Regions from separate parts of the Mus musculus genome. Here all the other regions are linked to region 1. A link is a contact called in public HiChIP or PLAC-seq and promoter capture Hi-C data. All regions are on one chromosome and are shown on one strand. The core of a region is the stretch at or near the end of the contact, and the rest is flanking DNA. Distances in the headings are between cores, read along the strand shown.

Region 1 (3,206 bases), core at 433-2,932:
GAGTGCATGTGCGCGCGCATGTGTGTGCCCGTGCTCATGCACACACAGAAAGAGATCGAGAGATATAGAGACAGAGACAGACAGAACACCAGAAAGACAAAATTTAAGAAAGGCACACAGGACAAATCTGGAGCTGGTACCCCAAAGATGAGGATACCCAGAAAGACAGAGGCCTTTGGGCTGTTTTTGGCAGAACAACCCTGACTCCTCTGATCTTCCCTTGGAAGTCAGGGAGCTGAAAATGCTTAAAGCTGGGGATGGTTTTGTAGCTCCCTGGTGTGGATTGCCTCCTTAGCCAGATTCTGTGAGTCCTGTCATGTTCTAACTTAAAAGTCACCATGAAGACCCACCTCTGGGGGTTCCCACAAAGGTTTAACTGAAGAGGAAGGTTCATCCTGAATGTGGGTGCTACCATGGATGGACAGAGGCCCCAGACTAAATACAGAGAGAGCAAGTTGAGCACCAGCCTGGCGCCCTCGCCCCCAGTTTCTGACTGCAGATGCCATGTGACCAGCTGCCTCATGCTCTTTGCTGCCAAGCTGTGATAAAAACAAAGATCAAAAGCAACTTGAGGAGAAGTGGGTTGGTTTCATCCTCTAGTTTAAATCCATCATGGAGGGAAGTTAGAGTCGGAATCCGGAGACAGGAACAGACACACAGAAGCAGTGGAAGGAAGCGGCCCACTGACTTGCTCTCCATGGCCTTTGTAGCTTTCCTTTCATATAAAACCCAGGACCACCCGCCCAGGGGCGGTACTACTTCCAGTGGCTCCTCCCACAGCAATCATTGATCCAGAAAATGCCCACAGGCTCCCTACAGGGCAATCTGATGGAGGCATTTAGTCAGCGGAGGTTTCTTCTTCCCAAATGACGCTAGCTCATGTCAACCGGACAAAAACTAACCAATTCATGCCTGTGAGCCCAAAACGGACTCTCTTTCCCTTAAGTTGCTTTTGTTAAGTATTTTGTCATGGCACAAAGAAAATTAACTAACCCAGTCCATTTTTATCCGCAGAAGTGAACCCACTCGTTGGAGTGATGCTGGGTTTCCTCTCTGAATCCCCACAACATCTGCTTGTTTCCAAGGCTCTGCGGAGCAGTGAGGAGGGCTCCGGCTCGGGACACTAGCATGGGTATTATGTATCTTGGTGTGAGTTCGCCTTAGATACCCTGGAAGGCATGAGTGGAGAGCTGTACCTATTAGCTTTTCAATGAAATATCTTCCCTAATGCCAATTCCCTAATGCCCAAAGGCCAGCGGGGAGCCAGGATGGAAATCTTTCAGGGACAGGAATTTGAGGGTCATTTTGGCATCCCAGGCTCACAATCTAGAGTTCACCGGAAACACTTCAGCCTATGTTAGGGGTTCCTGAACTGTCCTTGCCTGAAGGCCGCCTATAGTCAGAAGCTTTAAGAAGGCAGGGCAGATGGCCTTTCCACACCTGTTGTGAGCGTGGACATCCACGCTGGTTCTCGTGCGCGCTCCTCGGGGCTTGCGGGGTGTCCATAACCTCCTTTGAACATCTCCCTCCTATTCGAGCACATAGAGAGGGCGACTGCGAGGCTGGGCGCCCCGCAACCAGGAAGGTGGGACCTACTTTGCGGATTGGGGCTCACAGCTGTCACTCCAGAAGGGTGGGGCTTAAAAAGAGAGAGAGAGGGAGAGAGGAAGAGAGAGAAATTAGGAAGCAACAACCCCAGCCCGCCTGGGCACGCTGCTCTGGGTGCGCTCGGATGCAGCCGCCCCGAGCTCGCGCCTACTCGTCCGCGCGCCGCTCGCCCTCCGCCCCGAGCGCTGCTCGTCTCCGGAGCCGGCCGTGCGCCGGGCGCGCGTGGGGAGCCGGGGCGGGCTGGGGTGGAGCCGCAGCGCCCCGCAAACTTTGGGCGGCGGAGCGCGCGCGCCGAAGCCCCGTGGCGCGGGATGGGGGCGGCGAGGCTATGTGCCCCGGGTCCCCACGCGTGCCTGGCTACCAGCCCGGGGACCCCCGCGCCGCCTCTGCCCGCGCCCCGGGCCCCGCAACCTCGCAGCCCCGCAGCCGCCCGCGCGCGCTAGCCCACCGCAGCCTCCCAGCCGGAGTCCTCAGAGCGCTCTCCATGCTTGGGGACGCAACACCGGAGACCCCCCTTGTGGAGTGAAATTCAATTCACGAGCCAGTCCTCAGCGCAGTCGAAAGACTGAGGTGAGCCTCGGCCTGCGCTGCGGGACCCCGGAGCCTGAGCGGCCTGGCTATGGACCTGTGGGGACCCGGCACAGGGCGGCCCTGCTGCTCGGGTCCCTAGCCAGATGCGTCTTGGTCATCCAGCTCAGCTTCTCTTCTCCGGGGATCTGGCGACATCCCTTCTTCAGCCAGAGGACACCACGGAGGAGCAGAGGACCCGCGCTCCAAGTCTCCAGGATGTGCCCATCTGAGATGGGGACTCTGTGGTACCTCTGGTCTCCCGTGCTCATCAGCCTAGCTGCCCTTTTCTCCAAAGGTGAGGACGCTGGGGCTACCTGGGCCCGGGGGACTTAACTTTGCTGAGAGTAGATGTGGATGTGGGTGGCCCAGAGAGGGCCGGTGGGTGTGTGTGTGTGTGTGTGTGTGTGTGTGTGTGTGTGTGTGTGTACACAGCAGGTTTGTGGAGCCAAGGTTCCGGGGCAGACACCTTGGCAGCAGGTGATTTCCCTGGAAGTCTTGGTATGATGCCCTAGGAGAGTGTGCCTAAGCGACAAAGGGAAACGGGGAAGCCTAGTCTGCCCTGGCCCTGGACGCTTCCTAGAATTTGGTGTGGACTTCCCAACTGGCCCTAACCGGTTTAGAAATAATTCTCAACAGCCCTGCTGTGCGAGAATGTCAGCTAGTGTACCACGGGCCGTTAAGAACACAGTTGGCCAGAGACCCTTTCAGCCCAGGGTCTCCTGGGTCGGCCTTCTGCAGCTGCTGTGTGTGTATAGGGGATGGGGGTGGGGGTGGGTGGGGGGATAGGAGAATACTTCCACAGATGCTCTACTGTCTATCTGACCCAAGTCTTCCCAGTGGGGTCCTGACATGGGGCCGTGAGTAGAAGCGGGAAGCCCCGTTTACCTGCTATTACCGTCTCCTTCAAATCCCTGCCTGGTACAAGCAAATTTGAAAGCTTGGGACAGAAATGCCTTGCAGAGCGATCGATATCCACAGGACACGGTAGATGGACTCTACACGTCTTCCTGGCCGAGCAGGAGGTTTCT
Region 2 (3,206 bases), core at 498-2,997, 1.7 Mb after region 1:
TAAAACTCTGCACTTCTACTTAGAAATACCAGATCTGAACTCCTGAACTCCAGAGAGCTCTGGGTCTCTGCTGTTTCGTAGGGAACTCTCTTTTCTCCAGAACTGGAGAACTACGGAAAGGTTTGTGGCTAAGGGAGGTCAGAGTTGTTTAATTTGAACTTCACTCACTGGCTGCTTCAGGATCTCAACGTGCCTCAGCCCTATGCGGGCTTGGCTTCCCTTTCTGCTGGGTAGGGTCTCTAATTCCTTCTAGAACAGTCTTCTCAGTTGACTTTGAGGATTGTAGAAGGAAAGGACAGTCTTGTTGTGTGATGGCCAGCAAGCTCATTATTTATGGCACCAGAATAATCCAGCATGGTTAAAAGGGAAGGCTTAAATAGTGATGAGGCATCTTCTAAGAGCATAGCGGAGTTAGAACTTACGGTCCATCTTGACCCAACCACCACTCCAACTATATGCCAGCCTCACCTGAAGCAAACAGCAAGCAACGTGCCCGTGATCTTTCAGAGTAGCGTTTTGACCTATTTTAACTGCAGAGCCCATGGTACCGATTCCTAACTGGCTTTAATTTCTCAACTAGTCAAAGTGATGTGCCTTTGTCCTTTGTCTTTTATTTGTATTAGCATATATTAATTATTCATAATGTGCCCTATTATAGCATTTTCATGTGTATGTGCAGTGTATTTTGATCATCTTTACTACTCATTATTCTCTCTTGTCCCCCCTCCCCTGACCATCCCTGCTGATCTGCTTTCAAGTAAGCTTCCATCACACCTCCATCTCCTCCTTCCCTTTCTCCTCAAGAGTTAGGGTTGTTAAAAAAAGACCACAGGGCAGCGAAGTGCTTATAGAATTGTATGTGCACTTTACCAGGGCTACACCAATGAAGAAAACGACTTTTCCTCCCCCAGTTGTAAATCCCTAGGGATGGGTGGGGCTTCCTTAACTCCTCCCTAACACCAGGACCAGATTATGTTGTCAGCACAGCTGTAGGGGAGCACTGAGGTGCAAAGCCTTTCCAAACCGGGAGGTGATGCCCCCATCCCTTCTTCCTCCAGTTCTTCCATTCTCTCGGCCCCTTCTGCATGCTCAGAACGACGTTTCCAAAGTTCATTTTATGTTTAAGTGACTACGCAAGGCAGTAGATCTCATTAGGTATTTTTGAACAAGGTGTACTTTTAGTAGGGTCTCCTCAATCACTCCCACACTGCTTCTTAATGCTCCTAACCTCCCCACCACAACCCCCTATATAAGCTGCCATTCCCACGAGACATGTCCTTCCTTGGCACCTTTTTTTTTTCTCCTTCTTGCTTAGGATTTACCCACAATCAGGCACACACACACACACACACACACACACACACACACACACACCATAAAGGGGCAGTGAGGATTCCCATATGAGAAAGAAAGCATGCTGCTTGTTTTTCTGTGTTTAGGCCACGGCACTTAATATTATATACTTTCCAGATCCATCCATTCATATCCGCCCCACATCCTCATCCCTCCGCCCCCGACCCCTCCACCACCACCACCACCCCCGCCACCCCCCCTCCCGCCACCTCCCCCCCCCCCCCCCCCCCGCCTCCCGCACAAAATTTTGCTCTTTCCCGAGAGTCGTAGGCGACAGTCCCGATATTCCCACTAGGTGGCGCTGGCAGACCAGCTTGTGACACGTGTTCGCCCTGCCCCCTCCCAAGAGGCACCCGCCCTTCACTCTTTCCCTTCTGGGGCTTCCTGGGACCTTTGCTTTCCAGCCTTTGCTTCCTTTCTTCCACCTTAGGAGTTCCTGCTCCGGGCGTGGGCCAAGGCTGCCTCCTCCTCTGCAGGCCTCCTGGCTGCTTGTGTGAAATGTACCTCCTCGGGGCAACCCACTAGCCCTGCTGTGGTTTTCCTTGTTAGTTGAATAGAAGACATTGCTTGCTTAAGCTCTTTTGCTTTTATATAAAACGACGGAAACCTATTATAAAATTTATAAACACAGGAAGAAAAAAAAAAAAAAAGACGAATCTCAGCCTCTCCCACGTCACCGGGAGCTATATTGGAGACCATGATTCCATCTATCTATTCCGTATCCTTACATATGCAGAGATTAATGGCTGGATGGGCAGATAAACACACGGCAGATGGGTAGGGCACTTTATGACAGTGAAATCTGACTTCAATAAAGACAATTTATAGCGCATCTATTTGTGAAAGCTACACATTCCTTTTTTATTTATAGTTAGAACATTAAGAATTCAAAATACACTTGCTGTGTTTCACAAAACAAACAACCACTGTGTGTGTGTGTGTGTGTGTGTGTGTGTGTGTGTGTGTGTGTGTTCCTCTATTCATCTATCCATGGACCATTAGGTTGGTTCCATATTGCTATTGTCAATAATGCTGCAGGGCATGTGGGAACACACATATCTTGTTTACACAGTAATTTCGTTTCTTTGGATATATATTCCGATGTGGGAATGCTAGCTTGTGTGATCATTCTATTTTCAACGTCTCAAGAAGCCTCCATATGCTTTCCATCATGGCTGGGATAATTTATATCGTTCAGCCCTAACGTAAGAAAGGAAATCCTGACGCTGGAGAGAGACAATGCAGATGATGTGCGAGATAAGCCAGATGCAGAGACACACACTTCCCTGTGGTGTATCCTAGAAGCTGTGCTGTTGATAGGATGGACCATGGGCTATGGATGAGAATGGGGTGACATCCGTTAAAGCTTTAAATAAACGCCATTTATATGGCTGCTGAAAGGGGGGGAGTCGTCTTCTCCAGCGAAGAACCTCTAATAAGTAGATAGCCCTAACCACACACACATGCATGCATACACTAAATAGACTCAGCAAATTCTGTATGTACACCTATGGGTATAACAATAATAATTAAACAAGTTCTCTAGTTTTCAGGGATGTCCAATGCTTGGTACCTACATCAGGAAACCAGAGAGATGGGCTGGACCGCTCAGTGGTTAGGAGTACTGGCTGGCTGCTATTGTAGAGGACCCAGATCACATTCTCAGCATCTCCATGGCAGCTCACAGCCATCTGTAACTCCAGTTCCCAGTAACCTAGGCCTTTTTTGGCTTTCTTGGACACTAGGAATACATATACAGTACACAGGCATGCATATAGAGAAAACACTCATATACATAAACTCATAAAACAAATCCGAAATAAATTTTAAAAGAAATCTGAAAGACCTGAGAG
Region 3 (3,206 bases), core at 515-3,014, 1.1 Mb after region 1:
TTTAAAAAAAAAAAAGAATCTTGTTTTTGAGACAGGGTCTTATGTATCCCTGGATGGTCTTGACTTCACTACATAGCTAAGGAGGACCCTGAACATGACCTTGAACTTCTAGATCCTTCCATTTGCTGGGATTGCAGGCTATTGCAGACATGTCCCACCATGCCTGGTTTGTGCAATGTTGGGGATGGACCCACTGGGAAAACACTCCACTCACTGAGCTCCCTCTGAAGGGTTGGCATTCCTTCTAGGCACCACCCAAGAGTTACCTAGTAACAGCCAGGTAGGCCTGGCTTGCTATAAAAGGGACAGTTTAGCTTCCAACTCCCCTGCACCCCCAGGTTCCTGCACTTTCTCTGGGCACAGACTCACAGACTTGAGACCTGGGATGGCAGAGGAGAGAGCAGTGGGTCAGGAACTCAAACTAGGAACTAGGTCAGAGCACCTAGAATATAGCACTCATTCTGTGGGTCCCTGATCTGGGCTGTGCTGAGGAGAGGCAAGGTATACCTTATAGCCCACTGCATACCCCAGAGCCTACTGCAAGCCCTATAGCCTGCTGCTCACCTCATAGCCCACTGCACACCCCATAGTCCGCTGCACACCCCATAGCCCACTGCATACCCTATAGCCTGTTGCATACCCTATAGCCTGCTGCACATGCCATAGCCCACTGCACACCCCATAGCCCCCTGCACACCAGACTCCACAAGTCTCAGCTATATTTCTCCACACATGAATCCGAACATCAACTCCATGCAAAGCTTTGGGTGTGCTTCAACAGGAAAAGACACCTACCTTGCTTACCCTGCTATAAGAAGACACTAGTAAAAAATGAGTCATATGTAGCCTACATGAGTTGATACAGAACTGTAAGGTAAACACCAGCCCTCCAGGAGCAGGGAAGAAGGGACTTGGAGCCTCAAAAAAGAATAATGCAGGCCGAGCACATGAATAGATACAGCTTAGATGATGAGGGGTCCACTGGTCCTGAGGCTAGATTTTGGACACACACAAAGTGAGTGACTAATACAGAGCTCATCACTGGAATGCAGATGGACATAGAGTCTCTGTACCCACCAAGGTTCCTGCCTCAAGTTGCTCCTTAAGCTCCTGCCCTGACTTCCCACTGTAATGGGCTGTGATATATGAGCTAAAATAAACCTGTGCCTTCTCTAAGTTGTTTTTGGTTGTGTGGTATTCGCCACAGCACCAGAGAGGAAAATACAACACACTCACTCTCTATCCTTCAAAAAGGAAAAAAGTCCGATTTGAGCTTTAGGAGTGGCAGCTGAGTTTGTGCCTCTGCCGGCCTCCACTCATTCTGTAGGGTAATGCCTGTTTGTGTTTGTTTTGGTTGTTTCTTTTCAACTGAGCAGCTTAGCTGAAATCACGCTTTGGTTCTACAGTCTGGCCAGAGCATGTCAACCAAGCAAGCATTCCGGTTGATACTCTTCATGGCTCAGGAGATACAGCCCCTCAGCTAATCCACACATGTCGCTATGGGGGTGGGGAGCATTGCTTAGTGAGGGGAAGACTGAAATCCAAGGATGCTTGAAGCACAGCAGAACTATGCAAATGGTGAAAAACGGGAACATGGCTTAGCTTTCTCTCTCCCTGGGCGCCTGAGTCCTTCCTGCCTTAATTATGTCTTTATGGGCGATTTTTCCTCCTGGAAAAACTCATTCAAGCAAGCCAAGGATACACACATGGGAGGGACTAACTAAACTCCACAAAAGCAAGGCGGGGAACAGAAACCCCCTGTGGCTGGAGAGAGAAATTCCTTTTGAACTGAGGAATGCTAAGGTGATTGTGGGCACAGGGGGCCTTTGTGTCATTAATCTGACCTGCCTTTATCTGACTGGATTCTTCGCAGTCAACTGGGAGGCTCTGCACCATGGGAAACTGCTGGGGAATTCCTTCTGAGGGCCTGGCTTGGAGCCCTGGTACTAGATGTGTTTCAGTTTTACTTAATTTCACTGCTATAGAAAAAAAAAATGACCAGCAAGTAGCCAGCAAAATGAACCTACATGTACCTAAGTAAACACAATACTCACACACACATGGATAAATAGCTACAAAAGACACACAATGACATGTATACAGATACATATATACATATAGATACAGGTATGTACACATACACCATGCTTATGAGTACACACATAAACAAACAACGGCATACAGACATATACAACTCATGTACATAGATATATACACACAGCTACATATGCACACAATTGCACAAAGTAATGTACATGTGCAGGCATACATATATACATACAAACACACATGCAGATAGCATACACATATACACACATATGGCCATGTATAGACACACATACAGATGCACACGGGCATATATACCTGCATATACACACACACATGCATATATATATATATATATATATACACATACATGTACACATGTACACATGTATAGACATAATGCAGATATGTTCAGGCATACATATATATACTCACAATGAACACATATATAGACACAAATGTGGATACATATGTACACATGTAAACACACACAGATATACATACTAGTGCATGTACAGAAGACACACACATATAGAAACACAAACTACCTGTTTGAGTTTCTTTCTTTTTTAAAAACTTTTTTAAGAACTCACTTTAATTATTGTATATATGTCTGTTTGAGGGTGTCAGGTTCCCTGGAACTGGAGTTACAGATAGCTGTGAGCGGCCATGTGGGTGCTGGGAATTGAACCCAGGTTGCCTGGAAGAGCGGTGCTCTTAACTATTGTGCCATCTCTTCAGCCTCAATAAAACACTGTGAGAAATGAAACCTGAGGGAGAGAGGGGTTACTCTGGGCCCTAGTTATAGAGGCAGAAGCAGGGAGGGCATGGTGGTCAGAACAGGAGGCTGGCTGGTCACATTTTATCCACATTCAGGAAGCAGTGGGCCAGCTGAACAGGCTCCCACACATGATCTTAATGACCCACCTCCTCCAGTCGGACTCCGCCCCTTAGAGATTCCCAGAAGCCCCCAAACAGCGCCATCAGCTGAGACCAAGTGTTCCAACACATGAGCCTGTGGGAAAATCCTTCTCACTCAAATCACAACACCCCAGACAGTGAAAACACTGTCACACATTTTAGCAGAAAAATATTAACAATATAAATATTGTTAACAACTTTTGTTGTTGTTGTTGTTGTTGTTGTTTTAAGATGGGCTT
Region 4 (3,206 bases), core at 519-3,018, 1.0 Mb after region 1:
CCTAGGCAAGCTGGCCCAGGCCCTGTATATCCAACACTGTGCTTTGCAATGCTGCCACCACTTAACTCTCCTTTCCTAGTTTAAACCCCTCTAGAGGAGACCATCTCAAACTCTTATCTCCCATATTGATATTCAAACTCTTTTTGAAAGTTATGCTCCAGGCCTGAGACCAGGCTTGACAGCCTCCCTTTTTTGCTCAAAAGACGAGAGCCTGAGATTCTGACCTGTCTGCAATTTTTTTTTCTTTCAGCTGGAAGCAGGGGCATCTACACCTTCAAATTTACAAGCAAATCTCACTGCAGCTAATGCAACAATAGAGGGAGGGTTGAAAGTCGGCTCTCTTGACAGGAGGATTCGCCTCCCCTACCTGGCCTGGAGCAAGCTGAAGTGTCTGCTGATATCTTTGAACGTCAGAATGAGGGGAAAATGGAGAGACGGATCTGATGTTAAGAACACATTCGGCTCTTGGAGAGGACCTGGGTTCAGTTGCCAGCATCCACACCAGTCAGGTAGTTTTATAGTAACCTGTAACTCTAGTTCCAGGGGATCTGACGCCTTCTGCTGGTCTCTGGGAAGGAACACTCAAAGTTACACAGGTGTACACACACACACACACACACACACACACACACACACACAATTAGTCAATCAATCTTTTAAAAAAGAACTAAGGGAAGTAGAGATGTTTCAAGCATTTAGTTGGGAAAGGCCAGAGATGCTGTTAAAACCCTTGTGTTGCACAGGACCCCCCCCCCCCCCCAATCTACTGAGCTAGCTTGACAACTCCTGGCTCATAGAGTTTGCTGCTACATGAGATCTCACAGCAAAACAGAAGAGTTAGGGAAGGCCCATGTTCAGGTCAAAGGTCCTCAAACCATTGCCCCCCGCCCCCCCAGCCCAGTCTCCTTGTGATCGTGGTAACTGAAAAATTTACCAGAACACGGCATATTCATGTCCTTGCATTGCTGGTGGCACAGTGGGATAATCGTAGCAAAGACGCCTTGGCCTGCAGAGATGAGAGTATTTACTTTAGAGTTGTTTACACTAAGAAGTGTAACCCGACCATGTGCCCCTGGAACTTCAAAGGCATTCCTTCTGCACTGAATCTTCAGCTTAGCCTCTAGAGATGGCTGCTTCCAGGCTGCTCAGCTTCTGTGGCCCTGGCAGGTCTCGGGAGGGGGGGGGGAGGGGGGGGGATCTGATCAGCTCTGCAAACGTGACTGATTTGGAGGAGTGCTTGTTGTATTGTTGCCATGTCCCAGTACCTGACAAAAGGCGACTTAAGGGAGGATGGTTTGCTCTGGCTTACAATTTGAGAGAATGCATCCTGATGTGGAGGGCAAGGCACCACAGTGCACCAGGACTGTGTCTGGTCACGTGACATCACCAGTCAGGAACAGGAAGTAGAACTGAGGCATAAGACCCCAAAGCTTGCTCTCAGTAATCCGTTTCCTCCAGTGAGTCTCTCTACCACCTAAAGCTCACACAACCTTCTTGAACAGAGCCACCAGCTGGGGACCAATTGTTCAGTCACAGGAGCCTTTGGGGACATCCCACATCTAAAGCACAGCCCTGATTTAGACCGTCTCTTCTTAGGCATCTCGCACATTTTCCTTCCAAATTAGAAGTGGCCAACACCAGGAATATTAGAAAGACGGGTGACTAGCAAGTCATTAGATGTTCCTCCTGCGCCTGCCTCAGGAGACCACAGGGAGGTCAGTAGGCACCGCTGAAGCCGGCCCTGAGACTACAGAAGGTCACAGGGGAGGGTAACGGCAGTAGTTGTGGGTCAGAAGTTGCCAGGGAGAACCCGTCCATCACAGCAGAAGAGTGGACGGTCAGCAGCCTTTCTCGGCGTTGGCGGCTGACCCTTCCTATTCTCACCATTTGTCAAAACTGAAATCCATGGCCGGGTGCCAGCCTGGCATCTTGCCCACGTGCACTTCACTGCAGCCTCTTAGAAGCTGCTCTGCTTGGAATGTGTGTGTGTGTGTGTGTGTGTGTGTGTGTGTATGTGTCGGGGGAGGGGGGGTGTTTCAGAGCAGGGTTCCTTCAATAGAGCTCGTGGGCCTCTTGTGAGCTTGAAAAGTCAACTCAGCTGGTCTCAAGCTGCCTTTTGTTATGCATGAAGACACACAAAGGGTCGGTTCACCGTGCCAAAGTAAATATGCACTTGAGAAAGCTTTCAGATATAAACATGCTCACACGCACATGTATGTATGGGCAGATGTGTAACACCCACCTGACAGATGCATACATAAATGAATGTTGCAAGATACTGCTTGCTAACCTGTGTGCATACAGTCTGAGTTACACTACCGTATTAGTCATTTTCCTAGTTGCTTTGATAAAATAATTTACCAAAGCAATTTAAGGAGGGAAGGCTTTATTCTGGCTTACAGGACAAAAAAGAAGTCCCTCATGGGTGGTGGTGGTGGGGGTGACTTCATGGCAGCTGGTCACATTGTAGCCACAGCCAGGAAGCAGAGGGCAATGAATGTTCATTGTGATGGCCATTGTTGGTTGGTTGTGATGGCTACTCTTCAACTTAACAGGACCTAAGATCAGCTGGGAGATGGGCCTCCAAACACATCTTTGGGGGGACTGTCTTGATTACCTGGGATGAAAATGAGAAGGTACATCTCAACTGTGGGCAGAGCCATGCCACAGGCAAGAGATTCTACATGGTAGACATTGGAGTTAAGGGAACCAGCTGAGCTGCAAGCCTGTGCCCATAGCTCTCTGCCTCTTGACTACAGAAGTGTTGTGAGAGCAGCCTCTGGAAGCTCCCGCAGCTGGGCTGACCCTGTAAACTGGACTGTGAACCACGGTATTTCTTCCTTATGTTGCTTTTATTAAGTATTTCATCCCTGTACCAGGAAAAGAGACCAAGATACTTGTACCCAGTTTCTCTTTTCCCTTTTGTGCAGTGAGGGATTCCAGTCCAGGGAATGATACAGTCCATCTTCAGAGTGGGCTTTCCCATCTCAATAAGTCCAACCTAGAAACTCCCAGACAGTGGCGATTCTAGATCCTTTTGAGTCGGCACTAAGTTTAAACCATCACACCTGTTTTAATGGTACTGATATCATCTGAGACTCCCACATTTAGCCAGACAAGCTAAACCAGCTGGCTTGGGAGTCCCAGAGTTCATGTGATTTTTCACCTCCCCACCACCGGGGTTAAAATGCATTCAGCCACATTAT

Evidence for each region. Promoter capture Hi-C pulls out the DNA fragments that hold promoters and counts their contacts. HiChIP or PLAC-seq counts read pairs in DNA pulled down with a chosen protein or histone mark.
Region 2: a contact with region 1 is called in a promoter capture Hi-C map of hippocampal neurons, with 6 times the contacts expected there. The contact joins the enhancer-like site here to the promoter of Tmem132d in region 1. A contact is called at or near these places in 5 of 39 promoter capture datasets (the C10 cell line, hippocampal neurons, liver and 2 more), 1 of 115 datasets of contacts at active chromatin or transcription factors (astrocytes) and 1 of 9 other capture datasets (liver).
Region 3: a contact with region 1 is called in an H3K4me3 HiChIP or PLAC-seq map of embryonic forebrain, with 13 times the contacts expected there. The contact joins the enhancer-like site here to the promoter of Tmem132d in region 1. A contact is called at or near these places in 9 of 39 promoter capture datasets (the 3T3-L1 cell line, 3T3-L1-derived adipocytes, HPC-7-derived erythroid cells and 6 more), 2 of 484 Hi-C or Micro-C datasets (embryonic stem cells and stem cell-derived motor neurons) and 3 of 115 datasets of contacts at active chromatin or transcription factors (astrocytes, embryonic forebrain and embryonic stem cells).
Region 4: a contact with region 1 is called in a promoter capture Hi-C map of liver, with 5 times the contacts expected there. The contact joins the enhancer-like site here to the promoter of Tmem132d in region 1. A contact is called at or near these places in 4 of 39 promoter capture datasets (the C10 cell line, embryonic stem cells, liver and 1 more), 2 of 115 datasets of contacts at active chromatin or transcription factors (astrocytes and embryonic stem cells) and 1 of 9 other capture datasets (liver).

Annotation. Positions count from the first base shown.
Region 1 is chr5:128,431,553-128,434,758 of GRCm38.p6, reverse strand. Tmem132d (transmembrane protein 132D) reads left to right here and starts at 1,682. Exons shown (of 9, transcript NM_172885.2): 1 at 1,682-2,473. The coding sequence starts at 2,395.
Region 2 is chr5:126,732,187-126,735,392 of GRCm38.p6, reverse strand. All of the region lies in intron 2 of 1700081B01Rik (a long non-coding RNA gene), which reads right to left. Among named protein-coding and RNA genes, the nearest start is that of Gm33347, 6.5 kb to the right of the region's middle. Within about 2 kb of position 1,747, at least 23 of the 459 cell types and tissues checked have an H3K27ac peak or open chromatin away from gene starts, as enhancers often do. A contact at or near this core is called in hippocampal neurons, where this site is marked.
Region 3 is chr5:127,337,674-127,340,879 of GRCm38.p6, reverse strand. The region is part of intron 1 of Tmem132c (transmembrane protein 132C); the gene reads right to left. Among named protein-coding and RNA genes, the nearest start is that of Tmem132cos, 58 kb to the right of the region's middle. Within about 2 kb of position 1,764, at least 33 of the 459 cell types and tissues checked have an H3K27ac peak or open chromatin away from gene starts, as enhancers often do. A contact at or near this core is called in embryonic forebrain, where this site is marked.
Region 4 is chr5:127,404,378-127,407,583 of GRCm38.p6, reverse strand. All of the region lies in intron 2 of Tmem132c (transmembrane protein 132C), which reads right to left. Among named protein-coding and RNA genes, the nearest start is that of Tmem132cos, 120 kb to the right of the region's middle. Within about 2 kb of position 1,768, at least 47 of the 459 cell types and tissues checked have an H3K27ac peak or open chromatin away from gene starts, as enhancers often do.